2 separate regions of the Mus musculus genome follow, and region 2 is linked to region 1. Evidence: chromatin contacts called from public ChIA-PET data. All regions are on one chromosome and are shown on one strand. The core of a region is the stretch at or near the end of the contact, and the rest is flanking DNA. Distances in the headings are between cores, read along the strand shown.

The links. ChIA-PET counts read pairs in DNA pulled down with a chosen protein or histone mark.
Region 2: a contact with region 1 is called in an RNA polymerase II ChIA-PET map of memory CD8 T cells, with 92 read pairs. The contact joins two enhancer-like sites. A contact is called at or near these places in 7 of 484 Hi-C or Micro-C datasets (bone marrow-derived macrophages, differentiating embryonic stem cells, embryonic stem cells and 1 more), 5 of 115 datasets of contacts at active chromatin or transcription factors (embryonic stem cells, epiblast stem cells, large pre-B cells and 1 more) and 2 of 9 other capture datasets (adipose tissue and embryonic stem cells).

What each region holds. Positions count from the first base shown.
Region 1 is chr17:56,816,315-56,823,673 of GRCm38.p6, reverse strand. The region is part of intron 1 of Rfx2 (regulatory factor X, 2 (influences HLA class II expression)); the gene reads left to right. Among named protein-coding and RNA genes, the nearest start is that of Rfx2, 11 kb to the left of the region's middle. Within about 2 kb of position 3,858, at least 170 of the 459 cell types and tissues checked have an H3K27ac peak or open chromatin away from gene starts, as enhancers often do. A contact at or near this core is called in memory CD8 T cells, where this site is marked.
Region 2 is chr17:56,911,095-56,918,602 of GRCm38.p6, reverse strand. All of the region lies in intron 3 of Mllt1 (myeloid/lymphoid or mixed-lineage leukemia; translocated to, 1), which reads left to right. Among named protein-coding and RNA genes, the nearest start is that of Mllt1, 21 kb to the left of the region's middle. Within about 2 kb of position 4,927, at least 28 of the 459 cell types and tissues checked have an H3K27ac peak or open chromatin away from gene starts, as enhancers often do. A contact at or near this core is called in memory CD8 T cells, where this site is marked.

The sequences.
Region 1 (7,359 bases), core at 2,609-5,108:
ACTTCTAGGACTGAAGACCAAGAAAACAGGAATGGTCAAAGCAGACAAACCCCAGGAAAGGAAGGGACTGTGTCCTAGAAAGACAAGACAGCGGGCTTGTGGCCTTGGTCTGACTCACTGTGGAAGTCACTGGCCAACACATGAAGCCCTTGTTAGTCAGGCTCCTCCCAATCCTGCTGTCTTGTTCCCTGCAAGCTGTTTACCTCTGAGAAACGTCCCACACTATCCAGATACTCTGTGTCCAAGAGGTGGGCTGTGGGCTAAGGTCTTGGAAGTTTGTAGAAATATGTGCCTGTTTCATGATGTCTCCACTGGTCCTTCCTGCCTCTCTGGGATGCAACTCCCAGAAACCTGTTGGAATTTCATGTTCACAGGAAGGTCAAACACTGGGTGACTTCTGATTTGAGAAAACTCCTTGGGGCCTTTGTTTCTGTCCAGTTTTCTGAAGCCAGTGTTCATTCAGGAGATATTTATGGGCTCAATCAGCTGCCATCCCTGAAGTTAACTGGGTGACTGTGTTTCACCATATGGAAAGCTAAGGATGGTGCTGGAGAGAGAGTCTCATGGAAGCAACCCCTGCGCACTAGCATCAACCCCTGTGAGCACCCAGCCTAAGCAACAGGAGTGTGTGGTGTGTGAACAGGAGTGTATGTTACTTGCAGGCTGCCTCGAGCTGTGAAGCTCAGCAAGAGTCAAGCCATACTCCTAGCCTGAATCATACTTCTACCCTAACTTAACTTAGTGGTGTTGGCCAAACATGGCACCCTGGCAATGTCCGATCAGGAAAAGAGTCTCCTGCTCAGCTGACGACTTCTGGTCTGGAACCAACCCTTCTACTGTTAGGGTCCATGATTCACTGAAGAATGATGCTCCAGGCTCCAGACTCAAACAGTATGTAAACACAGAGAGTGTTTTATTCTGCAGAAGTCCAGCATGCTGGGGTCTCCCCATTACCAAGAAAGAGAGACTCTGAAGTGAGTTCGCACCTTAGAGGAATCCTAAGGTGTGCTTTGTCTGACTATCTTTAGGCATTCCAGAACCAGTCAGGGCGTGGTGGCTGGAAACTGTTGCCAAGGAATCCTGGGGTAGGTAGGCTGTGTCTTAAGCTATCTCTAAGGACATTCCATTACTGGGGTGTTGGGGCTGTCTGGAAACTGCTGACCCATTGCCCTTGTTTCAGGCCAGATGGTGGGGCAGTTTCTGACTAGCTACCTGAAGCCTGAGTTTTTAGGCCTAGTCTCTTTAACTGCCAAGTTGAAGCCTGTCATGGAATCAGCCCAGCCTTCACACTACCTAACCCGCTTTCCTTTCCTTCCTGGGCACCAGGGCAGCTAGAGGCTTTGCCCCACTCGGCTTCCAGGCTCTCCTAGCACACTTAGTATGTCAGGAGGACAGTACCTCAAATGCACATTCATACCAGAGGCTAGTGGACAAGGGGAGTCAGGGACCCTGTCTTCCACTCTGAGGATGGGGGATCGAACCCGCTCTATGAGACCTGGTGGCAGGCGCCTGTTGATGCTGAGTCCGCTGCTACACCTGCACCATGCACATGCCTAGGCAGCTAGGCATCTTCAAGCCCTGTGGCTTGGTCAAAATTGTGAGTTGTTCTTCCAGAAAGTTGCCCAGATGTGAGGTCCTAGAACGGAAGTGCAGCCTGCCTCCTTTTGAAGGGCTGAATATACAGTGGAAGACTTACGAGCTCAGTTCTGTTTGAACCATGGCAGTGCTCAGATTCGGCTCTTGGTCTTATTTGGAAGTTTCCAGAGATTTCGGTGTGTTTAAAACAGTGTGGGACAAATGCAGACCTTCAGCAGGTAGAGCAGCCCTGCCATCTGTCTGTCCTCACATCCAAACATCCATCCATCCCTAAGCCGGGGAAAATTTCCTTTTGACTTCTAGAAAAAGGAAGTTGGAAGGAAAATCCCCAGTGTTGCAATTTTATTTATTACATCTTTGTCCTTTGTTTATTGAGATTATACTTCACTTTTAAATTTATTTTTGTGTTTGTGTGGCAGTAGGGTCTCTCCCATCACCTCAGTCATGTAGGACCCAGGGCTGGAACTCAGGTCTTAGGCTTAGCAGCAATCACCTTTACCCCTGAGCACTCTCTTGTCACAAAATATTTTCATTTTTGATGCCTTCCAAACACTTGAAAAAAGAAAAATGAAAACCCTCAGTAGCTAGTAGATAATGCAAAACCAAGCAGCAATTGGCCAGATTTGTACGGTGGCCGTCATTCCATGGTCTGGCTATGGGATCAGAAGCTTGTATCAGCTTTCCTGGACTACCTTAACTCCTGAGCCACATCCCAAGAGAAGCATCCCCCATACCCCCTCACTCTCCCCCTTGCCCACCTCCTCTTCCTTCCCTCCTCCTCCCTTCCCCTTCCCCTCCTTCACCTTGAACAGGTCTCCTGTGTTCCAGGCTGGCTTCAAAGTCCCTATGTAACTGAGGCTGACCTTGAACCCCTGACCCTCCTGCCTCTGCCTCCTGAGTGCTGGGATAACTGGCATGAGCCACCACAGTTAAGGGGTGCTGGGCAAGCTCTCTGCCCACTCATGTCCCCTCCCCAGCCCAGAGACCTTGACTTAAATTCACTCTTTATGTACAGGTAGTTGAGGGGCTTTGGATACATTCACAAGGTTGTGTAAGCATTTCCTCTATTTAATTCCCAAACAGTCCATCGCTCTCAACGAAACCTCCTCTCCTGAACAGCGCCCATGAATCCACTTCCAGTATCTGAGTTTCCCTACTCTGGACATCTGTCACCGAGCCCCACACCCTGTGTGGCCTTTTGGTGTCTGGGTCTTTCTCTGAGCCACTGTCCTTATGTCCTTGGAGTGGTAACTGGAGTCCATGGCTGAGCTAATACTTACCTTTGTGCTTCTGCACGCATCGAGCAGCCCTCAGCAGCCTCCCCACCCACCATCTGTTTCCTTCTGGCTCTGCTGCCAATGCTTCTTTTTCCTTGCTGCCTAAGTTTCCGCTATGTAGGTGTGTCCTAGGATGCCCAGCAGCTCTGGGCTAGGAGGCAGGTTGTGGCACTGCCCGTGTCAAAAGGAAGCAGCTGGTTCTGAGGCTTCTTGACTGTGACTGCCTTCTACTGTCCTTGCAGTGCAGATGACGGTGACTCTTATTGTCCTTGCCTGAGGCTGCACCTTTGCTTAAGAAGCTGTGGCCTCGATGGGGGTGGTGGCGCACACCTTTAATCCCAGCACTCAGGAGGCAGAGAGGCAGGTGGATTTCTGAGTTCCAGGCCAGCCTGGTCTACAGAGTGAGTTCCAGGACAGCCAGGGCTATACAGAGAAACCCTGTCTTGAAAAACCAAAAAAAAAAAAAAAAAGAAGAAGAAGCTGTGGCCTCAGTACCACTTCCATGCCCACCACGAGTGAGCATGCACACTGCCCTCTCCTCCTTTCCCTGTTCATTGCCTCCCGGCCCAACCAATTTGCAATCTTGTAAGTGTTCCAGAATGCTAGGTAACAGGCCCTCCCCAGCAACACATATACTTCAATGCCACCTTGAATCCTGAAGGCACCAGAGATGGTTCTTGAGCCCCTTGAGGCGCCTCCTGGAGCCCATGTCGCTGTGTCAGGTCCACCCCACCCACTCACGTTCCCCTGTGCTGATGCAGCCACATTCCTCACCAGGAGCTGCACCCATGTGCCCTGCCAGGCTGGTTCCATAGCCACAAGTCTGTGCTTGTTGCCTTGACTACGCCAGGGCTCATGGAGCAGCCAGGCTTCCTGGCCCTCCAAGTCCCTCCGAGGGGTGGGTGTGTGTCTCCCACAGACACCACCAAGGCAGGTGCTCCTCTCCAGTTAGTGCAGTCTACACACAGCCTACAGACCACCCTGCCCACAGTGTCCTGTCATGTACCGTGAACCACCAATGGCATCTGTGTCCTGCTGCCTGAATACAGGGCTCTACTCCGGAACCTCACACGAGTTCTGTGGTTTCTGCTGTAGTTTGCCTTCTTGCACTTTAAACAAACAGTTCGAAACAGAAACCCAAGCAAGACCTCACCCTGAATGAGATTATTTGCCCTAATGTCAACTTCCCTCGTATTTTAAAATACAGTTGATAATTTTTTGATAATACAGTATGATTCTGAGACACTGATCCCAAATAGCTTTCCTTTGACCTCCCAATTAATGTTCTAGAAACTTTTAGAATCTTCTTCCAGAAACTTGTAAGATCTTTTAGAAACTACCAGTTTCACACCCTGCTGCTCCCACGTTCTCTTGGCTGCCTTTGTCTAGGTTCCCAAACCCCAGCCTCATCTTGTTTCGGACTTTGTGTTGTGCAATGCCAGCCTCCCGCTCTCTGCTCCCCATTCATCCCCCTTGGGCTGGTCTATTTATGGGCCTTGCAGAGGCAAGTGTTGGCAGCATAAGCCCAGCCTTTCTAAATCATCCCTCCCTCCTACCTCCCCCCTCCTGTGGGACCATCCCTGCAAAGCCTCTTGACTTGTTTGGTCCCCAAGTCCATTGCTGCAAAGGTCACAAGGATTTTGCCTCTGAGGTTTTGCACCCGCCCAATTGTCACTTGATCACAAGCGATGTCCTTTCTCTGAGGAAAACAGCCACCCTGCACCAGGTGCGCCTTTTGTTCTGACTAGGTATTCCTCAACACTTATCCTTTTATAAAATTTATTTTTATAAATAAATGGAAATAAAAATCCATATAACATAAAGCTAACCTTTAAATTTTTTATTACATTTATTTACTTTTGTGTGTGTGTGTGTGCACATGTGCAGAGGTCAGAGGACAATTTATGGGGATCCGTTCTCTCTTCTACTGTGTGGGTCCCTGGGATTGAACTCAGACCACCAGACTCAGCAGCAAGCCCTTTCTCTGAGCCATCTTGCTAGTCCTTATTTTGTTTTGTGATCTTCCCGCTTCTCTCTGCTTTCAGATGCCGGGGTGACAAGCATACATTGCCACCCTGAACTTCTGTCTACCTCCTGTGGACCTCTTTACATAAAAATTACTGTGCAGTCAAATGATTTAATTTTTGAGAGAACATTTGAAATACAACCAGGCAATTAACAGTGAATGAATAAGCCTGTTACTGTTTTGTGCTGTGGTGATTTTACAGTGAGTATAATTACCTGCATTAAAACCCACAGATGCCATTGCTTCCATTTCAGTTCGTGATTAATTACTTTATTCTTCTTTCAACAAGCACCACCTTAGCCAGCTGCCCTATTGGATGCTATGATCCCGCGGGATTTTACAGACAGGTCCGGGAGTGCTGTTATGTTGAAAAGCTGTTGAGCTGGGCCTGGTGGCACAGGCCAACCACCCCAGACAATGGGAGTTTGAGGCAGGAGGATTGAAAGTTAAGACCAGCTTGGACAGGTCGGTTAGTTGTTGTTTCAGCTTGGACAGGTCGGTTAGTTGTTGTTTCATGAGGGGGCGTGGTCATGGGTGGAGCCCCTGCCTGGAATCCCCCAGTGAGGGACTGGGGGCGTGGTCCGTGGGTGGAGTCTTCGCCTAGCATGCTCAAAGCTGCATTTACTCTCCACTAATTTTTTAGTGTTTTTTAAAAAAGATTTATTATTTTATTTATATGAATACACTGTCGCTGTCTTCAGACACACCAGAAGAGGGCATCAGAACCCATTACAGATGGTTGTGAGCCACCATGTGGTTGCTGGGAATTGAACTCAAGACCTCTGAGCAGTCGGTGCTCTTACCCCGCTGAGCCATCTCTCCAAGCCCTTTTCAGTGTTTTTAAGACAGGGACTCACTAAGTTGTCCTGGAGCTCTCACTGTTGGCCAGGCTGTCTTCAGACTCATAAAAATTTTCCTGCCTTTGCCTCTTGAGTGCTGGGATTAAAGATGTGAGCCTCTGCACCTGAGACCCATATACATTTTTAAAAGCAATTTACCACAACCAGCAAAGTGTCTCAGTGGTTAATGGTGCTTGCCACTAAGATGACTACCTTGTACAATCTGGGACCCGTGTGGTGGGAGTAGAGAACCAGTTCCCACGTTGTCCTCCTATGTTCACACGTGTGCTGTGATATGAAAGTACATGCATATGCAAATGTATGCAAAAACAAGATTATTGAATTATAGTTTACATCCACAGAGTTCACCCATTTAAAATATATTGCTTACCACACTTTTGTATATTCAAAGTTATGTGGCCATCAGCACTAATTTCAGAACATTTCATGATCTCCCTGTGAGTTCATACTTTTCCTTCATCCCCTCCCCATCTCCTCCCCATCTCCTCCTCCATCTCCCTGTTTTTCCCATATGTTTTTTGCATAGCATGTTTGTCATCTAATCTTCTGTGACCTTGTGTTAGCTGCCTTCTCAACTGGGCAATCATGGGTCCTACAAAAGCTTTTGGTGATGACACGAGCGGTGGGTGCTGATGTTCCTTCACTCAGCTCCTGGTGAACAAGGTCCTGGGATGGAGAGTAAGTGTGGGAAGACACCATCAGCATCAGGTCTGTCCCATGCTGTCCCACTGTGGAGTCCCAGCTGTTTGTCTGCCAATGGATGCTCCGCTGTCTTCCCGTGCCCACTTCACTGCTGACCTTAACATAAGCAGTGGCCAAACCAGCAGCAGAGCTGAGCACCAGCTCCCTCGGCAGGGCTCCTGGGGGTGACACGAGGTTGTCCTGCTGCCTGTGACAACCTCGACAAAACACAAACAGGCCTTTAGGAGGAGAGGAGACAAAAGCCAGGTCAGAGACCTCCAGCTCCAAGTAAGCATTTGGCCAGTCTCAGGTCAGCCATAGTGTCACTGTGGTGCTGAGTGTCACATGCCAGGCAGGTCCCCAGTCCTGAGCACAGCTAGCTTTGTTGCTGTTGACCATGGATCTCCCTACATAGCCCTGGCTGTCCTGGAACTCACTGTGTAGACCAGACTGGCCTCGAACTCACAGAGATCCCTCTCCCACTGCCTCTTGGATGCTGGGATTAGAGACATGTGCCACCATGCCTGGCTATGTAAAATCTTAAATGTAAGCTTTTACATGGTTAATGCAAGAAGATGTGATGGGCATGGTGCACACACCAGTCACATTTGGGAGGTGAAGGCAGGAGAGTCAGATGTTTAAGGTCATCCTTGGCCACATAGAGAGTTTGAGCCTGTGCTACGTGACACCATCTCAACACAAAAACAAACAAATCAAACATTTCCCAAATATATTTAAAAGAATCCCCATGCCTCTCTTTTTGCCTTTCCAGCGCTCAGAACATTTTATTCCATGTCCCCAGAGTGATCCCGAGCTCCTCTTTTGGAAATTGACTTAACAAAGACCCAAGAATGGAGTCACCAAAAACAGAAGAGGACAGACCTGAGCCTGTCCTGACAGCCCAGAGCTAATGCTGGTG
Region 2 (7,508 bases), core at 3,678-6,177, 94 kb before region 1:
TTGTTCAGAATTGAATTTAGAACCTCTGCTTGCTCAGTTCCTGATCGCTCTGGCCCTAATATTTATTTATTATTATAAATAAGTACACTGTAGCTGTCTTCAGATGCACCAGAAGAGGGTGTCAGATCTCTTTACGGATGGTTGTGAGCCACCATGTGGTTGCTGGGATTTGAACTCAGGACCTTAGGAAGAGCAGTCAGTGCTCTTACCTGCTGAGCCATCTCATCAGCCCTGAGATTGTTTTGTTGTTGTTGTTGTTGTTGTTGTTGTTCCTGAGTTGTGTGTGTTGTTGTTTTCATGAGTTCCCCACCCTATCTTGTGAGAATATGGCCTCTCACTGACTTGGCTATAGTGAGCTCTAAGCATCTGCCTGTCTACACCTCAGCTCTGGGTTATAGATCACCCTCAGGAGTGAACTCAGCCTCAGGCTTGTAAGCAAAAACATCACCAGTAAAGCTGTCTGTCCCACTCGTGAGGCCCGTCCAGGAGCATCATGCTTTGCTCTGTATCAGAAAAGGTCTCTGTTGCAAGGGCCACCCTTGTTCCTGCAAGGCCCGAGTTTATCTCGGCCTGTTTTTTTTATCAGCTCTGCAAAGATTTGAGAGTGACAGGAGAGACACCATTCTGTCATAGGACCTCTGGGGACAGGCTTAGATGTGCAGCCTCATGGGAGCAAGTGCTATTATAGTGGATTGCAAGTGCATCCTGAGTTTCAGCAGTGCCATAGGGGAGGTAGAGCCAAGGCCATGAGTACTTCCCTGCAGCCTTCAGTGATCGAGTGGCAGAAAGCACACAGCAGTCTGTCCTGCAGTAGTCCAGGAAGGGACAAAGATACTACCAACCTGTTCATGGTGAGGCCTTGAAGTATAGGGACAGTGGGGCTACTGAGGCAGCTGACCCACCTCTGGGCCAACAGGCTCAGTATCCTGGAGGGGGGCTAAGGATTGTTCATAGTCCTCTGTGCTTAGAGGCCTTGTGTCCCTGACACCTGTGGGCCTCTCTATGTTTGGCCAAGCTCTGGTTCCTCAGGCGACCTAACCCCAGCCACCCACAGTCCTCTGTGATTTGTACTGGAGCCTGTTGTGCTAATGGGTGAGGAGGCTGGGTGGTAAATATATCATGCCAATGGAAAGCACAGTGCTCTGACAATAGGCAGGGACTTGGTTTCTACACAGGCTTTTACCCAGCTCTGTAGTGCTAAGTCCCCCTCTGCATCCCCAGTCCTCATGGGTTGACTCACCGCAGGTCTAGCCAGAATTGGCTGCTCTGTCTCAGCCTAAGGATGGCTGCCAGAAAACACATGAAACTCAAGAAGAAGGCAAACCAAAGTGTGGACACTTCGACCCTTCTTAGAAGGGGGAACAAAATACCCATGAAAGGAGTTACAGAGACAAAGTTTAGAGCAGAAACTGAAGGAATGACCATCCAGAGACTGTCCTACCTGGGGATCCATTCCATAAACAACCATCAAACCCAGACACTATTGCAGATGCCAACAAGAGCTTGTTGACAGGAGCCTGATATAGCTGTCTCCTGAGAGGCTCTGCCAGTGCCTGACTAATACAGAAATGGATGCTCACAGCCATCTAGTAGATGGAGCACAGGGTCCCCAATGAAGGAGGTAGAGAAAGTACCCAAGGAGCTGAAGGGGTTTGCAGCCCCATAGGAGAACAACAATATGAACTAACCAGTAACCCCAGAGCTCCCTGGGACTAAACCACCAATCAATGAAAACACACAGAGAGACTCATGGCTCTAGCTGCATATGTAGCTGAGGATGGCCAAGTCGGACACCAATGGGAGGAGAGGCCCTTGGTCCTGTGAAGGTTCTATGCCCCAGTATAGAGGAATGCCTGGACCAGGAAGCAGGAGTGGGTGGGTTGGGGAGTGGGAGAGTGGGGAGAGGATAGGGGATTTTTGGAGGGGAAACTAGGAAAGGGGATGACATTTGAAATGTAAATATCTAATAAAAAAAGAAAAAAGATACACACACACACACAAATATATATATATACACATACATACATACACACACACACACACACACACACACACATATATATATATATATATATATATAATATGAATGAAGAAAAAAAGGATGGCTGCCAGAGGATAGAGTGATCTGATTTTCTGATTGCAAGGCTGTAGTGAGGTATGATGTCCTTGTGTCCTTACATGCTGTTGGTGTCCCCAAGGGTTGACAGCATGGAGTTCTTGGGCTGGGGAACCTGCATAGTAGCCTGGGTGGAGGCTCTTTCCCCCTGTTCCTGTCTCATACTGAGGCACATCCTGGGTGGAGCTGTCATCCATGTCCTGGCATCTTGGGCAGACCTTGTGCCAGGCACCATTTAAAGGGAGAGTCACACTCCTGGTGTTTCTTAGTTGCATGGGCCAGGGCCACTGGGCTATGCCACAGCACATTTCAGTGCCCTCACCTGGCTGCTCACTTGTGTTAAAAGGATTAGGTGGGTGGGTTGCACTGTGTGCTTAGCCTCTGCTCTTCATCCTTGCTCAAGGGGGACTCTGTGGTTTCCAGCAGCCCTTGGGTGTGATGAAGCATGGCTGCTCATTTACCACCATGATCTCTGGGCCAGGAGCCCAAGGTGGCTGTGCACAGGTCAGGTAGTCTGCTTTACCCAACAGCCACACCAGTGAGGCAACTCTGCCCAAGGTTTTGAGACTCTGTCCTATGTCTTGTCCTAGGGGAGAGGGATTGCACTGGTGCCTCAGGAACTTGCAAGCCAGGTGGTTGAGGTTCTGTGCACACTCTTCAGGGATCCCAAGGGCTTCATGTGAGCTGCAGGTCAGATGTTGTCATGGACTTCTTGTTGCTCTGGGCTGCTGACCATGGACAGTGCCCTGTCCCCACATTTCCTTCTGAGGCGGTTCTTGGCTCTTACCTGTCTCATCGCAGGGTCTCTCATGTGGTGAGATTCTCTTGCTGAGGATATGAGTGTTTTCTGAGTCATACTGGACATCTGTACGATGGCTTCCTGACCTGTGCATACACTCTCAGGGAATTGTGTCTCTTAGGGAGCTGGGAGTCAGTCCCCTGGAGGGAGGAGCCCAAGCACTGATCACACCAGTGGTGCCTGTGTCAAACAAGGTCTTGTCTCCTCATCACTCAGGCTACAGATACAGGGAGAGAGGTCATTTGTGGGTACTTGGATCTTGCTCTGGGTGACATCCAGATGACACACTGGAGGCATGCCACCATACCCCTGGTGTGTGCAGTGCTACCTGTGTTGAACTGCTTATGCCATGTACTTATCTGATATCAGATATGCATTACTGTCAGATAAGGGATATCATCAGAACAGGGAGAGAGACTAAGAGGCATAGGTCATCCAGTGTCTGGAGGCAGCAGGAGTCAGGCCAGGCAGGGTTACAGAGGCGTCCCTGTCTCAGCAACAGCAGAAAGAGCATAGGCTCTAAATGACATACCATGCTCAGATCTTAGGAGCTGCTGCTGTCAGAGTGAACAGGTGACCTCTCAGGGTCTTCGGTTCAGTCTGTGAAGTGATTAGAGTCTGTGACCTTAGAAGGTTATCAGAGGGGAGGAGGCAAGGGCATTCTAAACACATCTGTTCACAAGTGTCTGTCTGTGAGTGGTCTTAGAGTCTCCCTTCTTCCCAGCCACCTGGACCCATACAGAGGAAGTCCAGGGCCTCTGCAGGCTGTAGCTGGAGGAAGGCTCGTTGTGATGTGCCTGGCTTCTTGTAAAGCATGGTAGGTAGGTCTGTATCCAGGCAGTGAGGAGCTTGCCAAGACCCCAGGGCCTGTTTTCTGATAGGCTGAGCTGCCCTTGCAGCTGGATGGTTACCTTGAGTCTAGGAAGCCTTGTCTATAAAGGAATTGGTATTTAAAAAGAAGGAGTTGCCTTCTTTTTAAAAAACTTGACATTTGCCGGCCAGTGGTGGCACATCCCTTTAATCCCAGCACTTGGGAGGTAGAGGCAGAGAGATTTCTGAGTTCGAGGACAGCCAGAGCTACACAGAGAAACCCTGTCTTGAAAAATAAAATAAAACAAAACAAAACAAATTAAAAACCTTGACATTTATTTGTATGTGTGTTTGTATTTGTGTGGACACATGAGTGCTTGTATGTATGTACATGGAGGTGTTTGCACGTTTGCATATGTCAACATGGATGAGTGTGTCTTCATGCCTGCTTGGGTCACTTTTGCACTCATGCTGTAGGTTGCATTTGTGTCATTCAGGGCCAGCTCTGGCTTAGAGACTGAATGGTCACTCTCAGGGGAGATCAGGAGCCGCTTCCTTCTGGTTTTTCATACCAACGTTTTAGTGCCTGGCCATTGGGTGCCCTTGTATATGCTTCTTTAAAGACCCCTGATTTAATGTTCTCTGTTGATTGTGGACATCAGAGTGGTAGCTGAGCATCCAGCCTTGCTCAGCCTGAACCAGGCTTGAGCCTAATAGTGTTTACCAAGATGTACACAGCACCTTGGCTGTTTGCTTTTGCTGTCCTTGCTGAGCACCAGCAAAGCCACACTGGAAGCCCATCCCTGCCTTTCTTCTACACTTCACATACTCTCAGAGGCTACTTTAAACAGCCTGCTGTCAGAATGTAGATGAGCCACATGCCGCAGGCAGCAGGCTGTCCTGCAGAAGTTACAGAGATGGGACCCCCTGTTCCTCCCCACTTTCACTCTGCTGTTGAAAATGCACTGACCATGGCAGCCAGCACTACATGTGTGTATGGCATTGTTTGTTCTGGTAGATGCAGTGGAAGAATTAGGAGGGGCCTGGGAAGAGTATGAGGAATACTGAGAAGAGTAAGAGGCATTGGAGAAGGGGGTGCTGGGAGGAGTTGGGGGGACTGAAAAGAGTAAGGGTCCTGGGAGGAGTCAGGTTTAGTTTCACTTTCTGAACAGCTCCTCATGTCCTGTGGTGGCTGCACCATTTTGCTTTCACTGTGGTGGGACTTCCTGTGTTTGACTTCAGCCACACCTACTCTGTTTAAAGCATGGCCAGGTCAAAGGATGGGTGGATTTTCTAGTTGAGGTTCTTGCCTTTGTTTATTTGGCCATGTTGGCCCAGCATCTTCTGACAGCTCACTAGTCACAGATAACTTCTTCAGATAATACACTCCACTCAGTTGCTGTTGCTGTGCAGTGTGGTAGAAGTTCTTTGTGTACTTTGGATAGTAAACTCTGGCTAAGTGTGAACAGCAGGTGCCCTACTTCCATCTACAGTTGTTTTCTTACTTGTGGTGTCTTTTTATGTACAAAGATCTCACATTTTTATGAAATTTGGTAATCTGGTTTTTCTTTTTTTGCACATTGACTGTTATCAGTTGCCACCGGAGGCCAACCCTGAGGTTTACACTAGTAGTTGTGGGCTAGTTTGGTGCAGGAGACAGAGCCTGGGCTTCACACATGCTGGGAATGTGTTCTGCTATAGAGTCCCGACCCTCCAGGGCCAGTGTGGTTTTACTTTTGTGTGACGTTTGAGACATACTATATAGCCATGATTGGCCTGGAACTCACACCAGGCTGACCTTCATTCACTGAGATCTGTCTGCCTCTGGAGTGCTGGGATCAGTTGCTTGTACCATTGTGCCCAGCTTTTTCTTTTTTTTTTTTTTTTTCTTCCGAGACAGGGTTTCTATGTGTAGCCCTGGCTGTCCTAGAACTCACTCTGTAGACCAGGCTGGCCTCGAACTCAGAAATCCGCCTGCCTCTCCAGCTTTATTTTTGTATATGTATGTTTTATTATACTTATTTATTTTGTGTATCTGGAGGCCAGAGAAGAACACATGGGAATCCGTTCTCATATTCACCATGTGGGTCCTGGGGCTTGGCAGTAAGCATGTTTCTTTACCTGTTTAACCATCTTGCTGAACCATTTATTTATTTTAAAATGTATAGCCCAGAGTCTCAGCCCAGGGAATGGTGCCTCCCACAGTGGACAGATCTCACTTCAGTTAACCTAGTCAAGGTAGTCCTCACAGAATCATGTCTTCCAGGTAACTCTAGATCTCATCATGGTGACACTTAGCTGAGCTCTCAGAACTTCACATCTGAAGCTTCAGTGGATTTATTAGTAATATAGGTTTAGTTTGTTTATGTGTGTGCTGGGGTGGTTTTCCATGTGTCCCTCACATTATCTGCAGTTAGCTTGTTTCCCTTTCCCGATTCAACACCTTGCTTGGGCTTCTTGCATCATTGCTTTGATAAGTACTTCAGTATTGGTGTATCCTCACCTCCCTCCTGTTTTTAGGGGAAGTTTCTATTGGTTATAAATCTTTTGTAAATGCCCACTGTTGGGTTAAGGAAGCCTACTTTGGAAAAACAAAATAAAAAACAAAACAAACCCAAAAACTTTACTCCCACAGCATAGCTTAGGGTTCATACACATTATCCTACACAGTATGCACAGCTTCTGTAAGTGTAGCCTGCAGTGCACTGCCAATCCGATCAAGATTACAAGGATCTGAGCAGCTTCTGTGTCAGGGGTGTAGGCTTAGGACCAGAGGTTCCATGGAAGCTGTGGCTCCTGACCATGAGGAGATGATAAGACTTTTAGATGCTCTCTCCTCGGAGAGGCAGGGACTGAGCACAGACCTTTTGTATGTCACACACGCCCCTAGCTTTCAGTGGGATTTTCTTCTATGATGAGGTATTTAATTTTGTCAAAGCCTTTTTTTTCTGCCACTGTCAAGAAAGACCATGTGGCTGCTCCCTTCCTGTTAGCAGTGCTACACTCCAGGTGGCTCTGTGCTCTGCCTCGCACCCCTGGTTTAACCCTGGTGTGTGGTCTGTACCATCTTCACAGGTATTGGATCCACCCTCCCAATGGTTCACCACAGTGTTTGCATCTGTGTTCTTAGGCATTGTCAGTCACTGGCTACCTATGGTGTCTCTGGTGTCTGTATGGGTTGATTGCCACCATACAGATAGTTTTGGAGAATGCCACCCTTCTTCCTATCCTGCTGAGCTCAGTGGGACAGGCTATTGTTTCTGCATGTTCACAAGGTTGTGCCAGGGGAAGCTTTGTGTCCAAGAGTCCTGTCTGTCTGTGGCAGGTCTAGAATCTGCCATTCTCCCACCTCAGTCTGCACAGTTCTGAGGTGCAGGTATTACCACTGCCTGATGTTTCCATGGAGTCCTGATGGCTGCATGAGTCTCTTGCCTGATGTTTCCATGGAGTCCTGATGGCTGCTTGAGTCTCTTGCTTGTGGTGGATTTGTTCAGAATCTCTACTTTTTTGTAGAAAAAGTTACTTTGTTGAAAAGATTTATTTGGTGTGTTTAATTGTTTGCCTGCATATCTGTCTGTGTACCACATGTGTGCCTGGTGCCCAAGGTGGACAGAAGAGGGCATCAGCTCCCCTGGGACTAGAGGTTGATGGTTGTGGCTCCTGAGAAGTGGCTGCTGCTCTCACCTGCTGAGCCACAGCTCTCTTCTGGAATCTGCTTGTGAGTAGGAAGATGCTTCCTTCTCTCAATGATTCGTCTGTTGGCGCCCGCTATTCCGTGTCCCT